Regions from separate parts of the Mus musculus genome. Here region 1 is linked to region 2. Evidence: chromatin contacts called from public promoter capture Hi-C data. All regions are on one chromosome and are shown on one strand. The core of a region is the stretch at or near the end of the contact, and the rest is flanking DNA. Distances in the headings are between cores, read along the strand shown.

The links. Capture Hi-C pulls out chosen DNA fragments and counts their contacts.
Region 1: a promoter capture Hi-C map of adipose tissue shows a contact between it and region 2. The contact joins two enhancer-like sites. A contact is called at or near these places in 1 of 15 datasets of contacts at CTCF or cohesin (large pre-B cells), 15 of 484 Hi-C or Micro-C datasets (CD4 T cells, brain, cerebellum and 6 more), 5 of 115 datasets of contacts at active chromatin or transcription factors (astrocytes, bone marrow-derived dendritic cells, embryonic basal ganglia and 2 more) and 3 of 9 other capture datasets (adipose tissue, embryonic stem cells and liver).

The regions. Positions count from the first base shown.
Region 1 is chr16:33,751,618-33,754,873 of GRCm38.p6, forward strand. All of the region lies in intron 12 of Heg1 (heart development protein with EGF-like domains 1), which reads left to right. Among named protein-coding and RNA genes, the nearest start is that of Muc13, 41 kb to the right of the region's middle. Within about 2 kb of position 1,479, at least 34 of the 459 cell types and tissues checked have an H3K27ac peak or open chromatin away from gene starts, as enhancers often do. A contact at or near this core is called in adipose tissue, where this site is marked.
Region 2 is chr16:33,465,976-33,469,279 of GRCm38.p6, forward strand. It overlaps Zfp148 (zinc finger protein 148), which reads left to right. Exons shown (of 9, transcript NM_011749.4): 6 at 880-1,003; 7 at 2,125-2,208. Among named protein-coding and RNA genes, the nearest start is that of Slc12a8, 51 kb to the right of the region's middle. Within about 2 kb of position 1,751, at least 19 of the 459 cell types and tissues checked have an H3K27ac peak or open chromatin away from gene starts, as enhancers often do. A contact at or near this core is called in adipose tissue, where this site is marked.

The sequences.
Region 1 (3,256 bases), core at 229-2,728, 290 kb after region 2:
GGAACACTTTACATGTGGGTGTGTCCAAATTGGGGTGGTGGGGGGGGGGGACAGGAAGCACAGCATTGGGTTTGCAGGATGCCCAGGAAGAGAGCCGTTGGGCAGGGGCGGTACTGAGGCTGCAGTGGGTGACTGCTACCGGAGCTATCCGTCATAGCACAGGGGAATTGCATGACTGCAGCGAGCAAGTGCGCCTGTACCGCAGAGTCAGGAGACTTCCGGTGCAGTGCCCGCTGGGCACAAGGACCAGCCTGGGACATGTGCTGTGAGGCAGACTTACTCCGTGAAGGGGAGCATGCGCGGTCCAAGCCCTGTCAAGCATGCTGATAATGCAGCAAGCATGCTGTCTCAGGCTCCTCTTCTCTCTGAGGAGCGGTTTGAGGCAGGGTAGATTTGCTTGCATGGGTATTTTTTTCGTCTTCAGATGCTTTTGAGGTGGAAATTACCTTCAAAATTATGAAATAAACCGGGCGTGGTGGTGTATAACTTTAATTCCAGCACTCGGGAGGCAGAGGCAGGCGAATTTCTGAGTTCGAGGCCAGCCTGGTCTACAAAGTGAGTTCCAGGACAGCCAGGGCTACACAGAGAAACCCTTTCTCAAAAAAACAAAAAAACAAAAAACAAAGTTATGAAATAAAATTTGTGATACAGGATATAGGAGAGCCTAGTATGAATAATAGGAATCAAGACAGTTTTAGGATGGCTTTGTCTCATACAGGTAAATGTTCGAATGGTAACTATCTAAAGTTGGAAGTAGGCACAATTTTATTTCCTGTGTGTTGTGTATTGTCTGACCTCCCCCATTACTATTCCCTACTTGTATGTCCCACTTTTTATGTCTTCAGGATACCTACCTTTGTTCTTTTTTTTTCTATCCTTCCTTCCTTCCTTTCTTTTCTTCTTTCTTTCTTTCCTTTTTTTTTTTTTTTTTTTGAAAAAGTTTTTCTATGTAGCATTGGCTAGCCTGAAACCCACTATGACAAGGCTAGCCTTGAATTCTTAGAGATTCCCCTGCCTCTGCCTCTGCCTCCGCCTCCTGAGGGCTTTCTACATTTGTGTTCAAGGGAATAGTTATCTTTCTAGAAAGTGAAATTCATGCATGAATTCACTTCCTGGGTTGTGTGCAATTGATGTTTATTGTTTTGTTGTTTTTTGTTTTTGTTTTTGTTTTTGTTTTTGTTTTTGCTATGAACAGTCACCATTTATTTTGTAAGCTCTTGTGGTTAAAATCAACCCCATTGTTTGTAGGGTCTATAACCAGGATTTCTCTCAGGTCCCTGCGGCCACTTTTCCCTCCCCATTTATCCAAGTGACCATCATTATGTCTAGCAGAGGGCAGCCCCCTCCTGGACGGCAGTTGGCCCCAGCCCACTTCAGGAATGAAGCTGGCAGTTTGTCGTTACACTGGGGTGACTTGGAGCAACATCAAGTTAGTATTATGAAACATTTTATGGTGACTAATAAAAATGTTATGACGTGATAGCATGAGCAGGACACACTGAGACACATTTGCCAGTGGCCTCCTTATCTGAGGTCTGGGCCCAGCCCTGGGCATCGGTTATGAAGTTGGGGGGGACACCTGAATCTCTCCCCATTGGTGACAGAAGCACCTGAGGTATGTTTTGTGCCACCTTGCTAGCCTCAAACTCAGCAACCCTCCTCCCTCTGTCTCTTGAGTTCTGGGGTTATAAGTCTGCTCCACTGTGCCCAGCCCATCGAGCTGGATTTTCCATAGGCAGGAAACATCTCGGACAGATTTCTCCGCACATGCTGTTCTCAGGCCCAGTAAGAACAGTAAGCCAACCTCTTCCAGATACTGCATGACCTCTCCTTCTACATTCCTGGCTGTCACCCAGTTCCAGCATACTCTAGGCACCAGGGTAATCCGTGTCCTGCCTTTTAAAAGTGTTTTGCTAGCTCTCTAGTTCTGCCCAGGCTCCACACCTTGCTGCCTGTAGAAAATATCCTTCAAAAGGGTAGGGTGTCTTTCCCAAGGCTTTAGCTTTCGAGGACATGCAGGTCACCCATATCCAGGCTGGGGACCCCAACTAGCTTATCCCTTTTCTCTTCTTATGCAGTATTTGTCTCTGTTAATACCCCAAAGTCCAACAATTGTGTCTTCTTAGCCCCTTGTCCAGAATTCTTTTCTAACCAGACCTGTCTTTTGCCTTCTTCTGCCCCCTCCTCCTCTGCTGTTCTCTTAGGCTTGCACACTTTCTTAGTTGCTTGAATGTTATGTTGGTTGCTCTGCACAGGTATATATCATCACACCTGCTGCTTTGAGTTGCTTCAACTTTTTCCCATCTCATGCATGCCTGTTTTTATATATGTGTGTGTATATGTGTGTATTTATGTATATGTATGTGTATATGTGTGTATGTACATATGTATGTATATATGTATGTGTGCATATGTATGTGTATATGCATGTGTTTACTTGTTGAATTGGGATCTAGCCTATTTCCCATACTAGCCTAAAACCTACTTTGTAACCTAAGATGACCTCAAACTCAACAATCCTCCTGCCTCAGCCCTCTGTGTGCTGGGGTTATAGGCATGCACTACCATGCTGGCCACTTTTTCTCTTTTTCAAATTAATTGTACTTTGCCATAGCATAGAACAGTGTAAAATCAATTAGAGTAGAGGTGTAAGGTAAGGAAAGGGGAGCCTGCATGCCATCTGTCACCCACTACCCACTGCACACCGTCTGCATGAGGACCATCAGGCATCTGCCACCCAGAGTTCCAGACCGCCTCACGCCATACCCACGGAATCAGAATCTGGAAATTTACCAAACCCAGCAACTTGCTTATGTGCTGCGTTGCATGCATCCTACAGCCCGAAGAACAGGTGTCATCCGAGTGGATGTACGTCTCTTTTGCAAATAATTGGACCTCACTGAAGATACTATTTTTTAACCTAAACTCTTAAAGCTATACTATTTTTATTTTTTTTTATTTTATTTATTTGTTTGTTTGTTTGTTTGTTTGTTTGTTTGTTTTGAGACAGGGTTTCTCTGAATAGCCCTGGCTATCCTGGAACTCACTCTGTAGACCAGGCTGGCCTTGAACTCAGAAATCCACCTGTCTCTGCCTCCCAAGTGCTAGGATTAAAGGCGTGCGCCACCACTGCCAGGCTGTGTTTTTTTTTTTTTTTTTAAGCTATACTATTTTTAACTTAAACTTTTAAAGTTAACTTTTTAATTCACTTTAATTTTATGTGTTAATTTTATGTGAGTGTTTTGCCCACATGTAT
Region 2 (3,304 bases), core at 501-3,000:
CCTAGACTGAGACAGAGTCCAGGTTCAGTTGCATTATTGGAGAACTTCATTTTCTCTTTTATAAAATATAAGAAAATAACAGCAGTAAACTCTTATCTGACTAAGAAAAATTTTCAGTCTGTAAAATGTATGCACACCTTTTATTTGCTCAGCTCCTCATCCATCACAGCCAAGGTATGAATCCTTTTGAAGTAGTTATTAAACATACAGATGCAAGTATACTTATACCTATGTGGATATATATGTGATGTGTATACACATACACACAAAAGGATACTATGTATCCAGATAGACACTGTCCGTCTGTCTGTCTGTCTGTCTATCTATCTATCTATCTATTTATCTATCTATCCCCCCCTCTCTCTAGATGTATAGTGTCCTTTTCAATTGAAAAAAATATATACTGGGTTCTGAACCTTTTTGAGTTGAACAAATCCTGATTTTTTTTCCATTTAAGTAGATAGAATTTCTCAATTCATTAACAGTCACATAAAATTAAGTTAAATTGGTTTTCTGTGCTTTAGCAGTTCTCATTAATTGATTGATACTGAACTTTTCTCCCTGCATATATGAGAATTTGAAATTGAAGATTAAACTGTACTTCTAGCAGCCCTTTATGGGAACACGCAGGAACTCTGGTAGTAGAGACGCCATTACACAGGGGGTGGAAGAGTGCTTCCAAGGTTTTTACTATGGACTTTACCCAGTCTAAGTCAAATTGTGCTTTCCTACTTTAAAGGTACCACTCTCTTAATAGCCTTTTCCAGATTATTTCTGAAAAAAAATTTTTTTACAACCTCTTGCTTATGTTGTCCTTTTAAAATGTAGTATTTACATTTTAAAAACTTTGTTTTTTGCCTTTATTTTTTTTTAAACTAGATCCTTACAATAAATGAGGATGGATCACTTGGTTTGAAAACCCCTAAATCTCACGTTTGTGAGCACTGCAATGCTGCCTTTAGAACGAACTATCACTTACAGAGGCATGTCTTCATTCATACAGGTATTGAATTAAAATGGGCTTGTGGCCATTAAAATTATTATCATTGTTGTTTTCACCTTCGTATAAATGTCATCTAATCTTAAGACCATAGCTTACTTGGCATTGTCAGTCAAAATCTGTAGCCAGGCTATCAGGAGGAAACCGAGAAAGACTTTAAATGAGAGGACAATTGATTAATGCAGATATATCCATCTAATAGTGTTAATTGGGTATTCACTTGCCTTAAAGTTCTCTTTTTCAACGAGAGAAAATGCTTACGGATGTAGTAAGAGCCTGTTGGATTCATTTTTCTGTGTATGAACAGCACAGACAGTGTTTGGAAATCAGATATTAGAAATGGTAGCTAACAAAAGTAGAAGTTAAAAATCGTGAAATTGTTGAAAATAGAGCTAAAGGCTGATCACACACCTTTAGAACGGCAAGCTAGAAATATAAATGACTTGGTGGGTAAAGGAGATGTGTTGAAGTAGAAAATGCAGTGATAGCCAGAAGCCGATAGAGAAAGGATTTAAAGAGACCTCAGGGTAGAGAGACCGTGGCTGTAGTCTGTGGAACAGAGGTGAGGACTCCTGTAAGCTTCAAGCCCAGTGGGTGAGGAAGCACTTCAGACTTGAGACTGCCCTCGTAGGGTGTGGTGGGAGGACGGAGGAAGGTGCCAAGGAGCAGTGCAGCATGGAAGCACAGCTTCCCCTGGGCAGACCACAGCACTGGGGATTGAATTCGGTCTCCAGCAGAGACAGACTGCTTCCAAGGACAGAGGTAAAAGGGCAGAGGGGGATGGTTAGCCACTGAGAACAGGATGTGCATGCCTTCAGATAGGGAACACCAGGACTCTGGACAGTGCTTCCTTAGCTCGTATATCTTTTAAGTTTTGTTTTCTTTCTTATTAAAATGATATAAATGAAATTTTATTTTTTGTGTGATTGTGAAAATGTGAAACTTTAAATCCCGTGGGAAATTTTTGAGGGAAAGTATAACTGTTAATGAAAAATGTTTTTTAAAATCATGTGGTGTTTTAGAATTTCCCCAAATTTGGACTTCTAAGACATATATCCTCAGAAGTATGACTTAAAGTGTTGTCTTATTCATTAACTAATATATGGATGTCAAATTATTTTAAGGCGAAAAACCGTTTCAATGTAGTCAATGTGACATGCGTTTCATACAGAAGTACCTGCTTCAGAGACACGAGAAGATCCATACCGGTGAGTGCTGTGTCCTGCCTAACTAAGCTCATGGTCACCACCACAGGTGGAGGGAGGGAGGGAGGGAGGGAGTCTAAAAAGGCACACTGCTTAAGACTATCAGTCTCTTAATTGTAGTTAAATCCAGGTTTTAATGAATTACAACAAATTATTTTGAAATAGTTCCATAATAATATAAATTACATATTTTGAGTAACAAAGAAGGAAACTTTCCTGAAATAGCTGTGTAAGCTAAGTAAAATGATCATTCCCACTTATAAGGAGCAGTAGCATCCTTCATGTCTCTTTGTTACATGGCGCACTGTATCAAGGAAGACGCTGCCTGTGTCTCCATCCAGGGTTAATGATTTGGAAGTTCACTAAAGTGATCTATATGTTAAATTTTTTAATCTCATTTTAAAGCAAGTATCTCAAATTTTCTAAGTGACTTTGATTTAATAGACTATTGACTTTTCTTCTTTGATATTTCTAAGCATTGTAAGAAGACGTTTCTTTGAAATTAATTTACAGTGTTCAGGAGGTGAGGTGTGTGTGTGTGTGTGTGTGTGTGTGTGTGTGTTTTAGATTTTGTTGGAATTAAGAATGGTGATGAGTGCTAACAGTGACAATGCCAGCCCTGCGAGTTATTAGGGCCTTGTTACGTCCCTGTCCCAGAGTTATTTCGATGTGGTCTTATGGTATGTGCAGGATCTGTGGAACGGGATCCTTGGACACACTAATAGATAGCAGCCCTTTTTAATCAAAAGCTTTCCTGTGTCATGTTTGGTTTTATTTTGAGACAGGTCTTAACTCTAGCTAAAATGGCCTGGAACTCTGTCTTTATGCCTCAGTCTGCTGAGTGCTGCTATCATCGGCATGAGCCGCTATGCTCGGCTGAAACATTTATCACTTTAATATATGGTGGAAGAAAAAAATCATGTGGCTTTTATGTGACTTGATAGTTAACTTGAAATTTCAGTGCAATAATAAAAATGTTAGGTCCAAGGTGAAAAGAGTTGAATATTTTCATGTGTTTATTAGATTTTGATGATTTGTTCATTTAACAAAAACTTAGTGGCTGACCCTTCAATGTTTTTCAGTTGCTAGGAGTACACAG